Linked DNA regions of Mus musculus: regions 1, 2 and 3 are each linked to region 4. Evidence: chromatin contacts called from public promoter capture Hi-C data. All regions are on one chromosome and are shown on one strand. The core of a region is the stretch at or near the end of the contact, and the rest is flanking DNA. Distances in the headings are between cores, read along the strand shown.

Region 1 (2,700 bases), core at 89-2,588, 740 kb after region 4:
ATCTGATGGGCAATATAGTCATGACCATATCCTTACAAAAGAGATGAGAGAGAGAGAGAGAGAGAGAGAGAGAGAGAGAGAGAGAGAGAGAGAGAGAGAGAGATATCTTGTGCATAGTAAGAGGAGAGTTGATGATACGAGGAGAGGCAGAGCTAGGTAGGGTACCAGAATCCCCTGCCGGCAGGTCATCTGTAATCCCAGCCTGCAAAGACCTGAGGTACGAGGAATGTCAAAAGCATGAAGTCAGTCTGGATTACAGAGCAATCTCCTGTCTCAAGACAAAAAGTGGGCAAAAGTACCCCAGAGGTTGCCTGAGCTCAGGACACCATGACTGTGTCTCCGTGATGATGCCTTTGCATATCTAGCCTCCATCACTGAGAAGAAACTTTTGTTAGGACCTTGAGCTTGTGATAAGTTGTCACAAGGAGCCATAGGATAGTACAGTCACCTACACAGCTTCTGTGACCTGGTCCTTACCCACTGGGGGTCAGTGTCACCCTCATGTGCTCAGCTCCAGTCCCTTTGGGGACCTGCTTTCTATTTCCCCAACTGCCTAGGTTGGTCCTGCCACTGCGCCTTTGCTCCTCACTTAAATCCTCCCAAGGTTTCCTCCTACTCACAGATTCAGGCCTCTGCACAAATGTCACCACTTCTGACAGGTCTTCCTTGACTAATGTGCTCCTTCCTTTTCTGTCAACTTAATACAAGCTATAGCAATCCAAGAGGAGGGAACCTGGATTGAGAAAATGCCTCTATAAGATCGGGCTCTAGGCAAGCCCTGTAGAGAATTTTCTCAGTGATTGATGGAGGAGGGCCCAGTCCATTGTGAGCGGTGCCATCCCTGGGTCCTGGGTTCTATAAGAAAGCAGGCTGAGCAAGCCAGGGGAAGCAAGCCAGTAAGCAGCACCCCTCCATGGCCTCTGCATCGGCTCCTGCCTCCAGGTCTCTGCCCTGCTTGAGTTCCTGTCCTGATTTCCTTCAGTGATGAGCAATGATATGGAAGCATAAGACAAATAAACCCTTTCTTCCCCAATTTGCTTTTGGTCATGGTTTTCTACCACCGTAATAGAGACCCTAAAACAACCATCTAAAAATCTCCTGGTCACTCTGCCTCGCCCTGTTAGATTCAGTCACAGCAGCAGTTGCCACTACCTGGATTTATTTTTTCCTGCCTGGCTGTCTGTAGATCGGTCTACGGACTTCTTCAAAATCTCTATCCAAACAGGCGAACCCAGGGTTAAGGGGCGGGGCCTCAAGAAGGGGCGGGGCCTCGGGCGGAGCGGGGCTGGGCTTCGCGCACCTGTGAGTTCTGTCTAGGGTACCCAAGCAGCGCCAGCAGCCGGAGCCGCAGTCGCAGCCCCGGAGCAGCGCCGGGAGCGCGGCCAGAGCGTCGTAGGCTCGCGATCGCTATGGCGGAGTTCCCGTCGAAAGTGAGCACGAGGACCAGCAGCCCCGCGCAGGGCGTGGGAGCCTCTGTGTCTGCGCTGCGACCGGATCTGGGCTTCGTGCGCTCCGCTCTTGGGGTGCTCGCGCTTCTGCAGCTGGTGAGCCGGGTAGCTCGGGGACTGGATGGGGGACTCTCCGGGGACCCCCGGGACGCTCACTCCCAAGATCGCCGGGAAGCTTGCACCTGGGGACGCTCGTGTGACATCCCTGCGAGCACAGCATGACTCTTGTGGAGGGGACCATACACACCCTACCCGGGTGGTTACCGTGGCGATACCGTAGCTGAGATAGCTGCGCACAACTGTCCGCCAGTCTGTCCCTTCTCTTCTACCCTTCCCCCTTCCCTCTGGGACCGTGCCCTGGCTTTCTCCGCCGGGCAAAGTCCACTGCCCTCCTCTTCACCCGGCTTTAACCACTAAATGCGACCGCTCTGTAGCCCTCCTGGACAGGGCAGAACACCACATCAGTGGCTCTGACACGCGCGCTCCCACCAGGGCACCTACCCAGGGTCTGCTGGTCGAATCTCCTTCCTTGGGCTGTGGAGATTCGCAGAGGCAAGAAACCACGTGTCTGCCATCCCCCGTACTCTGTGCAGGTCCCAGCTGAAGATCCTAGAGTTGCCCGTTCCCATTGGGTGCATTCTGAGATGTCAGCTGTCTTTTCATAGTCCCCTCCTGCGAGGGTCTGGAGGCCTGTGGCTGCCCCTAGGGAACGGTCTCCATTAACTGAGAGGTCCGCTGGTAGAGGAATAGGGTAGCACCGCAGGTGGGCATGCATCTGTTTCTGTCATCATCCCTCCAGTGGGCACCTCGAGCCAGGCTGCCAGGCCGGGCTGGGGAGTCGGGAGGCTTTCCTGGGCCATCTCCACCTAGGGCATACATACTATCTTGGTTTCGAGATTTCTGATCTTCCTTGGTGAGCCTTCGCCCTTCCCCCTTCCCCCTTCCCCCTTCCCCCTCCGTCTCCTCCCTGGGTTTGTTTAAAATTCAGATTCTTGGGCCCCAACCCCGGAAAAAATGTGAAACTGCTCTTTGAATCTCCAAAAGCGCAGCAAGAAATTTGCATTTTAATGTCTTCTCCTGGAGTGGTTTTGGGTACTGTTTGGTTTTGATGAGATCAGGGAGGGTAGCATGAGGCTCTCTTCTGGGACCAATTTAACTCTGCCGCGCAGACACTGCCGACCCTGGAGTGTTGGGCTCTTGGTGATTGCCTTGTTTGTTTTATTTATTTTGTTTGATTCAATTTGTTTCTGTT
Region 2 (2,700 bases), core at 121-2,620, 830 kb after region 4:
GCTAGTCTCTTACATCAACAATTTTCCAGATTAGAAAACACATTGTTCCTCAACAACAATACATTACACTACCTTACTTCCACACACACAGCGTTGATTATTTTACAGAAGAAACTCTAAGATGTCAAGTCACTTCAACTAAGGAAGGACAAGCAGATGGGTTAAGTGAGGAGCCTGGGAGACTGCACGACTCTACTCAGACGGTAACAGACACTGCCAACTTTAAAAAAGTTCAAAGTACATCACTCCAGGGGACGAAACCTTACTCGGACATCTGCGCAAGACAGAATCTCAAGAGTTTCAGCCCAGTAGCTCTAACTAGGTCTCCCTCTGTAAGAACAGGGAAAGTGAGGCAGACAGCGGGCCCGGCAGGAAGTAATGCCAAATTTGGAGGCTCGCTTGGGGGTGCTGCTGGTGGGATGACTCCCCTGTCCCACTCTGGCGCGAAGGCCAGAGGCAGCAGAATCCTTACTCTGGGACACCTAGTCAGACTCCAGAGTGAGGGAAGAACCCCGACTATCCCCGTTTCCGCTTACCATCCCGATCTAGGGCTTTCCAACGGAAAGGACTGCCCTCCCCAAGGGTTTTTTACTTAATATTTAGCTCAGGCCTGGAGAGTAGGAGAATCCGCTAGGTCTGGCTCCCGCCTCCAGCCTCTCTCTAAGGCGAAGAACTCTCCCCAGCCTCGCTTCACGTCGAACTCTCCACCCCAAGGCAACACCAGACCATCCCAGGGGAAGTCGGCTTCCCACTGCAACGCAAAACTCCCCAGAAGGAATCCCTGCCCACGACGTGCGCCCCTCGGCCCCTTCGGTTCCGAGGAGCCCGAACGAGGGTCTCTCCGCGTCCGGAGCCTCCCCAGGAGGTACCTGCTTCTCACCTTAGCCAGTCTCCTCGGGAGGGTGACCCCAGGACCTCCTTCAGTCAAGATCCCCTAAAGGGGAACACCCTCTTCCAGGAACCGCTTTCAGGCGCCTCCAGCGCGGGCCTCGGAGGAGAGTGTGCCGGCTGCTTCCCAGGCTCTGACCAACGCCACCCTCTCCAAGACCCCTGCCCGGAGACGGCCACGGCCCCAGTCCAGTCTCTCCGACCCAGGCTTCAGCGGCTGTCCCCTTCCTTCACAGGCGTCGCTAGCCCTCAAGCTCCCTCCCCGGCCACGTCCCCAAGGGGCTTCCCAGAGCAGCGCGGTCGGGCTGTGGCACTGACTTGCACTAGCTCCTGGGCCCACCGGAGGGAGGGGACAGCGACAGCGGCGCGACTCCTTTGTGACAGGTCCAAGAGAGCGGTAAAGATGGACGCGGGGACACGGCACTGCCATTACGCGCAGGGGCCCACCCCCGCTTCACACCGCCCGGGCCCTCCCTCAGTCCCCTAGGAAACGCCCCTTCCTCAGTGGCAAGCCCTCTCTCTCAGACAGCCAATCATCAGTCAAGATTTGTGTCACGTGATCTCGCGGGTCGGCCCGCCAGCCTGGAATGAACCAGCTAATCCCCTTGCCGAAGGGCGAACGACCCAATCAGATCGCTCCATACGGTCTTGGAGCACCGGATTTCCACGAGGCGCTCGGGGAGGGAGAGAGCTGTTGATTGGACTATGCCGCCGGAAGCGGGGTGGAAATGTGTTGTGGCTGTAAGGAACAGGAAGCCCCGAAGGGTCAAAAGGAATACAATAGCGAAGTGTGTTTTCTTCCTTTAAGCCGTCGTTCTTTTCTTGGTTTCTTTTCTAGTTTTTTAAGAGCGAGAGTGGCCTTGGCGGCGACGGTTTACGGTAGGCGCCGCGGAGGTGAGGGCGGCTCGCCTCCCGCGCTCTCGTAGGTGAGTGCGGCCTGGGTCCGCGCCGGGAGGCGAAACCAGGCTTCTCGGCCGTGGAGAGGGTGAACTCCAAGCCAGAGTTAGGATTAGAGCCCAGGTTTGTCTCCAGCCCGCGGTCCTTTCTAGTGCGGTGTCCTGAGTCGCCCGGCTTGGGAGTTTGCGGTGCCCACTCCGGAGCGGAGCCGCGGGAGTCTGCGGGACGGCGTGGCGGTCGTGGTGGGAGGTTCCGACTCTTTCTTACGCGCCCGAGCTGCCGGGCCCCTTGTCTTCTTTCAGCACTTTGCGGTTAGCTGGAGCCATCAGGCCTAAAGTGAGCTGCTGCCTCGGTTCCATTCGGAGCAGCTCCTCGCTCCTTAGAAAACGTGGAATGCCGACTTGAGCATCGTTGAATCCCGAAGTGTGTAGTTGCAGGATGGGTACATAATAAATTTCCCCGTTGCAGCGCCTCGCTCATTCTCTTCTAGTAGGAAACAAGGCTGTGTGCTTATTTTATTAGAACACAACCGGTCGTTGAAATGTCTTCTTTGAGAGTTGGTGCCCTTGGAATGCCAGTCCACGCAGAGGGAAAGGGAGAACTATTGGTCATGGAAATGGCTTCTTGGGGGAACACAAGGTCTGTGGCCCTTGGTTTTAAAATGCAAACCCTGTGCTGCACCCTTGGGTCAGTCTGATTGTTTAAGTCTAGAGTGGACCCCACAAAGTCTAATATGAACCTCTGTAGGATTTGCAGCGACTTGTCAACCTGTGTAGCAAGTTTCGTTGGTTAAGTGAATTGATTTATTGAAGTGTCCCCAGAGACATCATAAAAATGGTTTGGAGGAGCTCCGTGTAGTGGCTTGTACCTGTAATCCTAGGACCACGAGGCTGTGTGTGGGTGTGGGGGACTGTC
Region 3 (2,700 bases), core at 160-2,659, 770 kb after region 4:
GTGTTTTGAAAATCAACTCTTCACATTTATTTCTCTGCATGCCCTTATAAGCAGAGGTTTGGGGTGTTGAGATGGCTTGGGGGCTGAAGGCACTGCTGTGTAAGACGGGTGACCCGAGATCAACCCTCAGAACTCACATGAAGGTGGAAGGAGAGAACCAACTCCACAAAGTTGTCCTCTGAGCTCCACATAGCCATAGTCTCCTGGCAACAACCCCACCCACGATCCATCACATATGTAAATGAATACATTAAAAAATTGTTGTAAAGCAAGGGTCTACTTGATTTAAATCAAGGAATTGACCATAGGAACTAGAGGGGCACAAGTCACTTAGTAGTGTCGAAACTTACCCATAATAATGTCCTCTAAACATCCAACCACAGCATCAAATTCTGCATCAGAGGCGGAGGAGCTGAAAAAACACATCAGGATTAGGTGCCGGTCCAAATAATTATTTTTCGAGCTGAACTTGTGTTTTCTGTGGGTAAGGGCATTGAACCCAAGGCCTTGCACACACCAGGCAATCACAACAAAGCCCACTAGCATTTTTTAAAATGTAAGATTCCCAACGTGCATAAAAATAATAGCAAGATGATCCTCCCATCACTCAGTTTCACCAATCAAGGATTATTGTCTAGTACAGAAATTACAAACACAGGAAAACACTCGTGACGAAAACCGGTATGACAATCACAAAAGCAGCCAACAATTTGGGTAGCTGAGGCTGGTGCGGCACAACTTCATACTTCCGCGTTTATTACCCGCAGGATTTACTCACCGCATCCTGGCTCTTAACGCCACACCTATCTGCTGGTGAATGTGACCGCACGCGGGAGTGGCACCGGCCTAGGGGGTAACTGGTCAGGAGTGGCTTTAGACAGGCGGTGAGGCCGCCGCCAGCCTGGGCAGCTCAAGGCCTCTGGGTTTTTGCTGACGGCCACGATTGAGGCCAGAGGATTGTGATGGAAGCGCTGGTTATCTGTGACATATGCCCGTGGTGGCCACGGGAAGAAAACGCCCCGCTAGAGCGGAGCCTCGACCGGCCAGCCCGCAACCCAGAGGACGTCCGCAGGCCGAGGTCGAGCAGACCCTGGCCGCTTCACTTACAAGGACAGCGCGAAGCTCTCTTCTTCTAGGGCGTCCATCGTAGGGGCGCCGCAGTCACCGGCCCGGGCCCGGGGCCCTGCCGCTTCCTACCGCGCCCGCCGCCGGGCCGGGATCCTCTCTGACCCGCGCGGCCTCAACTGCATCAAGGGCCCGCAGAAGGCCGCACCCACGCCCCGCCCGGCGATCGCGCGAGGACGGGGCTGCGGCTCCTGGCTGGGCCCAGCGCCCGCCGGCCTCTCGCGGGGCTACCCCGCCGGTGTGTTAGGGCAGACGGAGCTCGCAGCCCCGCCTCCTGTCACTATGGTTACCCGCGGTTCCAGCAGCCAATCACAGCCTCAGGTTCCCGGTCTCACGCAGAAGACTGCAAAAAATGGTGGCAGTAGACTTTTTTTTTTTTTTTCTGGATGAAAGAATTGGAGCCAAGAGCCTCGGTTTCTTCATTTTCAATTTAGGAATTGTAAAGATCAGGTAGTTGAAACCGTGTTTTAAGAGCGCTAGAAATAGCCAAATTGCTCGAAAGCCACTCTCATAGTTTGTCCTAGATAATGCAGACGTCTGATTTACTAGAGAGTTACTTCTTGGAAGTATGGAAGGGTCCACGGCATTAAGTGGATGACTTGTAACTTAATTTGTGATCTTCAAATCAAAAGCAGTGCGTTGTGGCATGCGTCTGTAGTCCCAGCACTTGGAAGGTGGAGGTTTAAGGCATTCAAGACCTGCTCAGCTACATAGTGAGTTTGCTGCCAGCTTACTCGCACCAAACCCGTAAACAATTATTAGGCAGTAAGTGGTTCCTTGGGTAATTATGCAGCACAAAAATGTTGACAACCACTGAGAGAGATGTAATCAGAAATTGAATAACTGCTTTGGAGAAAGTCCCCTCTAAAACTGCCACACCATGAAGAAAGGTTTCCTGGGATCGCCCCCCCCCCCCGCCCCCTTTTTAAGCATGCCTCTTTGGTGGTCTGATACCTTTTAGCCAAATGTGTAGTACATAACTAGAAAATTTATGGTATGAATTAGGGTTACGTGGCCAATCTGAATCATTTTGGAATGGACATAAAATGTGTATCCATGGATCTATCTTAACAGCATCAGGAACCAAGATGATTTCAAAGACACTGGAAGATCAGAGTATCCTGGTCAAGCTGAAGACAGGCGTGCTGGTAGGTTTTTTGTCAGCTTGACCTGAGTGACCTGGAAAGAAGTTGATTTTGTGTGTGTCTGTCTTTTTTCATCAAGACAGGGTTTCTCTGTGTTGCCCTGGCTGTCCTGGAACTCACTCTGTAGATCAAGCTGGCCTTGAACTCGAGACTCACCTGCCTCTGCCTTCCAAGCACTTGGATTAAAGGCCATGTGCCATCACCTCCTGGTTTTGAATGTGGATTATTTTAATGACTGAGGGAAGGCCCAGTCCTCTGTGGGTGGTGCCATATCTGGGCAGGTGTAGGATCTATGTAAGGAAGCTCAGCATGCTATGGAGAACAAACCAGTTAACAGCATTTCTTTATCTACTTCAGTTCCTGCCTTCAGGTTCCTATCTCAACTTCCCTCAGTTATGGACTGTTGCATGGAAGTGGAAACAAAATAAAC
Region 4 (2,700 bases), core at 42-2,541:
GTACACCTTCAGGCCAGAAGAGGGCATCAGTTCCCATTACAGATGGTTGTGAGCCACCATGGGGTTGCTGGGAATTGAACTCAGGATCTTTGGATGAGCAACCAGTGCTCTTAACAGCGGAGCCATCTCTCCAGCCCCGAGGATATTTTGAACAACTTAAAAACAATCAAGCTATAAATTATTCACTTGGCTTAGAGTACATAAAGAATTCCCAGATATCATGCAAAAATTAATTCCATATAACAAGTTTCATTTTTATATAGTAATAGATTCACATAGTTTTCACGATATCTAGAAATTCTGGCTGGAGTACTCAAAGCTTTGGTGTGAGGGTAGAGTGAGTTAATACAGGGTAAGGCATCACATATACCCGTCACATAGTAAATGTGTAAACTTTGCAACTATGATCGTTAAAATTGCTAAAGTGATCGTCTGTGCTTCAAACTCTTTTCTGTGCGCCAGAACACAGGCCTGGGTGGAACACCATTTAGGAAGACGCTCAGCGACTGGTGGAAGTCTTCCACACTTGAGATTTCCTTCTACTTGAAATACACAGCGTATGTCTTTCCTACAATATTCCAGAAATTGACACACTTTTTTTAAAAAAATCAGCTGTCGGTTCAACTCAACTATTCCACTTTTAAGATTTTATTAATTTTTGTTTATATCTTAATATTCCGGCTTTCTTCTTTTCGAATCAATGCATTTAAAGAGATACGCTTTCCCCCAGAGTATTGCTTTTACAGCAGCTCATTCACTGTAACTTGATAATTAAAGGTGATGATGTAAATTGGGCAATCAATACTGGTTCATTAGCTCACACGTTCTCCTGGGCCAACCAATATTTGTTTTTTGCGACAGGGTGTCTCTGAGTCCTGGCTGTCCTGGAGCTCGATATGTAGACCTCAAATTCAGAGATCTTTCTACCTCTGCTGGGATTTAATCCGGTACTAGGATTAAAATCTGGAGTCAACACACCCAGGGATAATATTTATCTGTCGTTGGCACAAAGCCACCTTCCTCACTCTTCCCGCCCTTCGGGGGAGGGGTCTGGCATGACTCCACCCCTCCACGCGCCTCCCGGTTCCCATGACACCACGCAGGCACTGTAAACACGTGAGGTAAACTTAAAGTCTCCTTCCGCTGTTCTAAACCAAGTCTGGGCCCCGGCGGGGAGGGGCGGGGAATAGTCCCTTGGCAACCAAGTTCCGCGCCCGAGGGGGCAGGAAGGGGCGGGCCTAAGGGCGGAAGGAACCGGAAACCGTTCTTTCTGCGGCAGGACTGGGCAATGCGCCTCCGAGGGGCGGGCCCAAGCGTGCGGAGGGATCCGTGGCGGGCCGAGGCGGCGCTCCGCCTCCTCTCCGGCAGGCTCGGCGGCGCGGGCGGCAGTTGCTGTGGTTTCGGTGCTGAGGTGGCTCGGTGCTCACCGAGGCTTACGGATCTGCGTCACGCCGCCGCTTCCCGCCGTCAGTGGCTGCAGCTCTCAGCGTCCTACCTTCGGACCGGCGGCACCCGCTCTCTTTCGCCGCTCGGTGCCGATCTCCAATCCCGGGCCTAGGGCGGCGGCTGCGGGGCCGCGGCTGGCGAGATGTTCAAGAACACGTTCCAGAGTGGCTTCCTTTCCATCCTCTACAGCATCGGCAGCAAGCCCCTGCAGATCTGGGACAAAAAGGTGAGCGGTGGGGGCGGGACGGGGGTGGGGCCGACTAGCCGCCCACGTGATGGAGTGGCTACCGAGCCTTGACGTCCCGGTCAGTAGAATGGGGGCAGAGTGCCCACAGCCTAGCTTGAAACGCATAGCACTTTGAAGAAAGACATGCATGTGTTCGCTGGTGCCAAGCACTGTTGCTGCACTCCATACGGAGGGCCTTTTCCCCGGACATCCTGAGCACCGGCCAAGCCAGACTTGTTCTGATCCCATTCATTAGCTCCATCCGTCGACAGCCAAACCTTTGGAACTTGCTGCGAGCCCTCTGTAACTTAGAGTCCGTACTATTCTTCCTGTACTGGCCTTCTCCATTGGGAAACCTGCAAAAAGGTGATTGTTAGGGGCTTCTCGAGAGCCAGTATCAAGCCTCTGTATTTTTATCCAGCCGTCCTCTAGAATGGATGGTGTTTTTGCTTGCCACATGAGATGGTGGCCTTCCCTGTTCACTTTTGGAGATATTAAGATCTAGATGAAATGCCTTGCCGTTTCTTTTCTCATGAAGATTCCTGGGGCAGTGAGCTGGACCGTTTTTTTGTTTTGTTTTGTTTTTGAATATAAAGTGGTCACTCTAATGTGGAAGCCAGGTGATTTAGGGAATATCTTTAGTTCTGCCCTCGGCTGGGGAAGATGGAGAGAGGTGATATGCCTAGTGTGGTGTTCATAGAGATGTATATAGAATGGGTGGAGTAAGTCAAGATTATTCGTAGTAGGACTAGAACAATGTCTTTCCTAATTCACAGAGAAGGGCTTTGAGACACACAGTGGTTGACAGAGTACCTGCATTGCCTTCTGTTTGTCACTGCTAGGCAGTCGTGTGTTCTGAGGACAGCTTTGAGAGAAACCTGTTGGGAGTGTCTTGTCATTTGGCTAAGACAGTTGAGAGTTCCTCAAGATCTGGCCTTTGGTATGTAAGCAGTCTGACCAACTCTTTCAGATCCATAGCTAGAGTTATGTCAAGAGTATCCCATAGGAAGCGGACCCTTAGCTCCCCC

The links. Promoter capture Hi-C pulls out the DNA fragments that hold promoters and counts their contacts. Capture Hi-C pulls out chosen DNA fragments and counts their contacts.
Region 1: a contact with region 4 is called in a promoter capture Hi-C map of liver, with 4 times the contacts expected there. The contact joins the promoter of Pllp here to the promoter of Cfap20 in region 4. A contact is called at or near these places in 2 of 39 promoter capture datasets (liver and pre-B cells) and 1 of 115 datasets of contacts at active chromatin or transcription factors (pancreatic cancer cells).
Region 2: a contact with region 4 is called in a promoter capture Hi-C map of liver, with 4 times the contacts expected there. The contact joins the promoter of Rspry1 here to the promoter of Cfap20 in region 4. A contact is called at or near these places in 1 of 39 promoter capture datasets (hippocampal neurons), 1 of 484 Hi-C or Micro-C datasets (CD8 T cells) and 1 of 9 other capture datasets (liver).
Region 3: a contact with region 4 is called in a promoter capture Hi-C map of adipose tissue, with 3 times the contacts expected there. The contact joins the promoter of Arl2bp here to the promoter of Cfap20 in region 4. A contact is called at or near these places in 2 of 115 datasets of contacts at active chromatin or transcription factors (memory CD8 T cells and pancreatic cancer cells) and 2 of 9 other capture datasets (adipose tissue and liver).

The regions. Positions count from the first base shown.
Region 1 is chr8:94,694,880-94,697,579 of GRCm38.p6, reverse strand. It overlaps Pllp (plasma membrane proteolipid), which reads left to right and starts at 1,338. Exons shown (of 4, transcript NM_026385.4): 1 at 1,338-1,544. The coding sequence starts at 1,410.
Region 2 is chr8:94,600,611-94,603,310 of GRCm38.p6, reverse strand. It overlaps Rspry1 (ring finger and SPRY domain containing 1), which reads right to left and starts at 1,370. Exons shown (of 15, transcript NM_026274.4): 1 at 881-1,370. It overlaps Psme3ip1 (proteasome activator subunit 3 interacting protein 1), which reads left to right and starts at 1,585. Exons shown (of 8, transcript NM_028221.4): 1 at 1,585-1,814. LOC115486880 reads left to right here and starts at 420. Exons shown (of 2, transcript XM_030243886.1): 1 at 420-498; 2 at 666-1,695. The coding sequence starts at 420. The coding sequence ends at 1,375.
Region 3 is chr8:94,665,309-94,668,008 of GRCm38.p6, reverse strand. Arl2bp (ADP-ribosylation factor-like 2 binding protein) reads right to left here and starts at 1,409. Exons shown (of 6, transcript NM_024191.2): 1 at 1,108-1,409; 2 at 351-412. The coding sequence starts at 1,145.
Region 4 is chr8:95,433,460-95,436,159 of GRCm38.p6, reverse strand. It overlaps Cfap20 (cilia and flagella associated protein 20), which reads left to right and starts at 1,291. Exons shown (of 6, transcript NM_008187.2): 1 at 1,291-1,672. The coding sequence starts at 1,589.